Linked DNA regions of Mus musculus: region 2 is linked to region 1. Evidence: chromatin contacts called from public HiChIP or PLAC-seq data. All regions are on one chromosome and are shown on one strand. Each heading gives the region's core, a stretch centred on a gene start, on an enhancer-like site or on the middle of the called end of the contact. The rest is flanking DNA. Distances are from core to core; before and after follow the strand shown. Region 1 holds the start of Aff1 (AF4/FMR2 family, member 1). Region 2 holds the start of Zfp326 (zinc finger protein 326).

Region 1 (2,700 bases), core at 133-2,632:
AAATCTACAGGTTCTGTTTGTGCTAAAAGCTAACGGTTGCTTTTTAGTTAAGATTTAGCAGAAGTTTGAGGTGCAACTTCTGTTCCCCTACTCCTCTGTCCCGTTAGGAACCCCTTCCTTCCAACACTCAATAAGATGAAGACACAACTAAGCCAAGTTGAGAGGATTAAACTTGTTTTTAAAGTAAGACACACTTAGAAGGTTTTCTGTTTAGAGAAGTTCCTTCTAGGAAGTTTTATCTCTTAGAAAAATTCAAGTTCTATCTACTCAGTCTCTAACGTTTACAAATCTACTGTTCTCCATGATCTTTAGACCTAAAATTACTAAAATTACCTCAGCTCAGCGTCCAGATATGTTACCAAATCACTATCCTAAATCAAGTATTAAGGCTAAAGAACATTTCCATAATTGTAAACTTGTGCAATCACACTGCCTTCTGGCATAAGTTTTGAAAAGGTTCGACGGGTCCTGTTTTCCGTAACCAACAGCTGTAGAGACCGAAGCGCGATGACACCCAACAGCCTCAATCTTGGGCACCGGTGTACGGCCAAGTTTTAAGGCTCCTTTCAAAACCTTCAAACCCGGGAGAAGGCAAGACTCGGTCCTTGCAGTACAGGGCACTCCCCTGACAGCAACTGCGGGTCATTAGCCAGGCTCCCCTTCACCAACCCAGCGCATTCCGGCCTTTGCCTACTCAGCAGATTCACTCTGACTGTGCCGTTTTATGTGGAATCGTACATTCTAGCAGGAAAAAAAAAAAAAAAAAAAAAAAAAAAAAAAAAAAACTATATTACTCACCAGGCTCCACCACTCTCTCGTGGGAGAATCCTCGTTTCCATTAAGTGCGCTTCCAAATTTCTTTGGAAGACGCCAAACCAGCAACGAGTAGAGCCGGAGGATTGTGCACAGGCACCTCAGTGAAAATCCAGGCTCCGGCAGGAGAGAAACCAACTTCACTTTCCGAAAATAACAGTTCTTCGGGCCAGAAGCGGAATCTTTAACCTTAACTTTCCGGGCGGTCCCTTTGCACTCGGTTCACACACTTTTCTACCCGACACTCAGGGATGAGATAGCAGTGATCCAGCCGCTGGCTTCCTGCGGTCCCCGCCCCCCCCCCCCGGCACTCCCACCCGCGCCGCCCTTGCCCCGGGCTCCGCGGCCACTCCCGGGTCCCAGACGCCCCCTGCGCAAGCCTCACCTGGAATGGGCTGCCATGGCTCGGCTCACACTGCCTGGCGTCCCAAATCCATCTGCGCGCTCGCCCCGCAGGCTCTCTCGCCCGCGCCGCTCTCAGCGTCGGCCGCAGCCGTCGGCGATACTGCCCCGCAGACTCTGCGCTCTCGGCAGCCGCGTCCTCAGCTCTGTGTCCTCAGCACCGCCTCCGCCCCCCGGAGCCTCGGCTCGCGCCGAGCCTGACGGACATCCGGGCACCGGGGGCAGCCGGGCGAGCCGCACCTCCCTGGAGCCCAGGGAGCGGCGATGCCCGCCGCCCCGGGGCACTGTCGGGTCACCAGAGACCAAGGGGTGCGTCCGCACCGCCCGCTGCGGGGTCCCGGCTCCCAGTTCGCCCGCACTTCGGGGGCGATGTGCGCGGCGCTGGGCTCCCCTCGAGGTGCCCGAGCTCGCCGGGACCCCCCCGCAGGCGCCGCGGTGGTACGGCCCGCCTCCTTTTAAGGGCAGCGCGCACCTCCGCCGCCGCCGCTGCCCCCAATTCGGCTGTGTTCAAACGCGCGCTACAGAGATCCCCGCGCTCGGGCTGGGACCTCAGGGTCCTGCTGCCGTGGGGATGTGCTGGGAGTGGGAGCATCGGATCACTGCCTTCGCTGCTTCTGGCCGCTGCTGCGGGGCTTGCCATCGGAAACATCAGGGATCGGCTAGCAACCCTTCTTCAACTTTGCTTTCAGTTTTGAAAGTGCCCAGAAACAAGTGTTTATACGACTTCCCTCTTCGAGGCAACATGCGATTACACAGAAGACAGCCATTCAGGGAAGTCCCCTAATAAATTAAAAGAATTGCTTCCCCTCCACCCCACCCCACCCCACCCCCCGCAAACAAAAACCATGATGCAAACCAACGTAAACGCTCGAAAGCACAATCGAAAATTGCGTCAACTCAGACACAGGAAAGACACCAGGCTTTGCCTGGGAAGCGGCTGAAAACAACGATGGGCAGAAAGGCAGGGAGAAGACTTAACAGGGGCATCCCGGAGGACCAGCCTGCTGCTGGAAGGACACTTTCTTGGTGCGCTCCGGGTTCGACCCGGGACTCACCACATTATATTGCTCATGTAACTGATTGCCCAGTTTCTAAATACCGCAAGTTTCCAGATTCCGGTAGTCCCTCTCAGAGGTCAGAACTACTTACATAAGAACACAAGACAAAGCTTGTCTTTCACTCCCCTGGCTTTAGCTCTGATGGTGGAGAACGACTGACGCCTTCGCAGGAATGAAGGCTGTGGTGGCAAGTGAGACAAGTTGCCAGACACTGCTTTCTCCACCACCTACAGTAGTAGTTTGGAGAACTCGTGTACTTTAGGAATGCCCTTGATGAACTAACTAGTCCTTTGAATTTTGACTCTGAAATGCGGGGTTTTTCCCTCTGTCTCTATGTCAGTCTCTCTGTCTCTCCTCCCTCCCTCCTCCTCCTTGTGACAAACGGGAAGTGCACAGAAAGCACTGTTCTGTTCTAAGCTCACAAGCA
Region 2 (2,741 bases), core at 98-2,597, 2.1 Mb before region 1:
GAGTCACCTATATCAGAATGAGTCACTGTCCAACCCCGAAGCACAAGCAGGACGGTATGCTATCCTGAAGAGCTGAACTATATTTCAAAGCAACCGAAAAGTACTCCGAAAAGGGTGATTCTTTTTCCTATATTTACACTTGACAGCCTCAACCTCTTGTAGCAAATCAAAAATCAAAAGCTCATGCAATACGACCTACGCCAAAAAAGCACACCTCATTCAATGTCAAAGCCCATTTCTGGTGGAGGCAGAGGCTTCCTTCACAAGAAATGAACCGGTTTTATTTAGAAATACCTAGTTCCTCGAGATTACACCCAGTTTAATCCTACAAACTGTTCCTCGGCTCCCTAACACTATCACTACTGTTGATCACTTTATCTTGACACTGATTCCTATAAAAGTTGAGCAAGGTTTGAAGATACCAAATTAACTGTACTTCACGGCCAGGGAAAGCTGAAAAGCAACGTTACAATTCGGTTTATTTAACCAGCAAGTCCAACACGGGCTGCTGTGCACCGATCTAGCTGAACGTGAAGGGCATCTGGGGCTTGCTGTGCCAGAATTCTAACTTAGGTAGCATTCATACACAAGCCCCACCACTACCACCCCTAAAAACAAAAATAATAATGATAATGCACTGGGTCACGGAGCTGTTTCAGACGCGGTATTCACTAGCAGGTAACCTGGGTGAGATATTAGACAGCTCGGTCGGCTACGTGGTAATAACTTGCAGATTCTGGTTCTGGGGGAACCGAAGCCCATCTCGATGGAACGCCTAGAGACGCCCTTTATACTCCTCTCACACGGAGAAGCATCGCACGAGCCCGAGGCAGCCTGTGTCGAGCAAGATTCCAGAGCCCGGGGCGACACGGTGAGGACCGGCTCCACCCGCCACCGGGTCGCTGCCCCGAGGGCCCCGTGGGCCCCGTGGGCCCGGTCGCCGCTCGGCGAGGCCAGGAAGTTGCAGGCGGCCGCGGACGAGGCCCCGAGGCTCGCAGCTAGGCCGACCCCCTAGACAGCAGGGCCCCGGGCCGGCCGCACCCCCACGTGGGGCTCCCGGACCACAGGGCTCCGGGCCGGGCCCGCGGTCGCTGCGCGGCCCACAGAACAAAGCCACACGGCCATCTTGAGGCGGTAAACAGACCCCCGGCGCAGGCCGCCCGCCGCCCTCCCTCCCGCCCGCCCGCCACGGCGGCCCGCCCCGCGCGCCGCTCACCGTCCTCGAAGTCCATGCTCGACGCCGCGGGGCTGACGGTCTCCGCGCTGCGCTCGCTGTGGCCCGCGGCAAGAGCCCGCGATACGGCAGTGTCCACACGACCGGCCCGCGCGACCGACAGCGGCGCTACTAGCCGGGAAGCCGCAGGCCACAGCGAGGCTGGGGGCGGGGTCGGGCGGGCCTGCCAGTCGTCGCAGCACCGCCTCCGATTGGCCGACGCGGGGTGGTGGGCGGGTCTCGCGAGGGGGGCGGGAAGCGAGGCAGTTGTCAGGCTCCTGGGTCCTGACCCTGGGGATCGCGGGGGACGGAAGGTGAAACGGGAGTGCGGAAGGCTGGAGAGGGATGTTCTGGAAGGACTCCGGTTGGCCGGCCATGTTGGAGCCTGGCAAGAGCAACCGGGTCCAGGAGGGAGTGCCTTTCTCTTGCAGAAACTCATTAAATGACATGGCGACCTTTGGCTACTGTTGGCTGAAGGAGTGAGGAGGAGAGATTTTTTTCACTACTTATGGAGTTCCTTCCTCTGACACACAGAAGTGTGGGGCGTGCACAGGAACCCTGATTGCCAAATAGGACAGGATCATAAGACTATCCCAAGACAGGCTGCTAGCCACTGCTGGGTTGAAGGTAGTAAAGCAACTGTGAAAGTTCACAGATGGGAAAGATTTGGCAGGAAGAAAGTAGTCCACCGTTCAGCTCGAAGGGGAGAGGGAGGGAGGGGGAGGAAGAGATTATTCCACTTTTAAAATTGTGTTGGAGCAGATGCAAAGGTATTCACTCAGGAACACTATGGGAAGACTCTTGTGGACTTGAACCACAGTTTTAAATAATTTTCTCTCTGTCCTCACAGAGCAAATGGCATTAACAACAAATTGGTTACCTAGATAGGAAGCCAGACATCAATTCTTTGCACTCAATTTGCTAGACTCAGTTCGGAGGAAGCCGGAAATAAAACTGGAAGCACAGGGAGGTATACCACAGTAGCCCCAAATCTGGGCACGGCTTTGTGTCCTCCTGCTCATCTCTTCCTCCTCCACCCTCCCTGACTCATCCTGTTCTCCACCCTTTCCCAATTCCTTCTCTTCTCCCCTCCCACACATGTTTTCTGTTCACCTGGGCTGAAAGCTGAACTCACAATTTCCCTTCTCAGACCTGCTTATCCTCGTGTATTCTCTTGGCTGTTCACGGGGCGGTGAGCAAACCGCCCACTAATCCCAGCCAGAAGGCTGACTCGGTCCAGTCCACTCGAGACTAGCTCACCGCTCTTTCAGCCTCCTACTTCCAATCCACACACTTTTGTATCTGCTTACCCCACCTAAGATATCTTAGGTCGGCCCCACCCTTTCCATTTTCGTGGCCACTACCTGAGTTAGGATACTCACTGTCTCCCTGCAAAACTCTTGCTTATACAGGGCTGGAGAGATGCCTCAGTGGTTAAGATCACTGACTGCTCTTCTACAGAGGTCTTGAGTTCAATTCCCAACAACCACAAAGAGATTCACAGCCATCTGTAATGGGGTCCGATGCC

The links. HiChIP or PLAC-seq counts read pairs in DNA pulled down with a chosen protein or histone mark.
Region 2: an H3K27ac HiChIP or PLAC-seq map of thymic regulatory T cells shows a contact between it and region 1, with 11 times the contacts expected there. The contact joins the promoter of Zfp326 here to the promoter of Aff1 in region 1. A contact is called at or near these places in 1 of 115 datasets of contacts at active chromatin or transcription factors (thymic regulatory T cells) and 2 of 9 other capture datasets (adipose tissue and liver).

What each region holds. Positions count from the first base shown.
Region 1 is chr5:103,752,844-103,755,543 of GRCm38.p6, reverse strand. It overlaps Aff1 (AF4/FMR2 family, member 1), which reads right to left and starts at 1,382. Exons shown (of 20, transcript NM_133919.4): 1 at 1,199-1,382. The coding sequence starts at 1,215.
Region 2 is chr5:105,875,174-105,877,914 of GRCm38.p6, reverse strand. It overlaps Zfp326 (zinc finger protein 326), which reads right to left and starts at 1,347. Exons shown (of 12, transcript NM_018759.2): 1 at 1,217-1,347. The coding sequence starts at 1,232.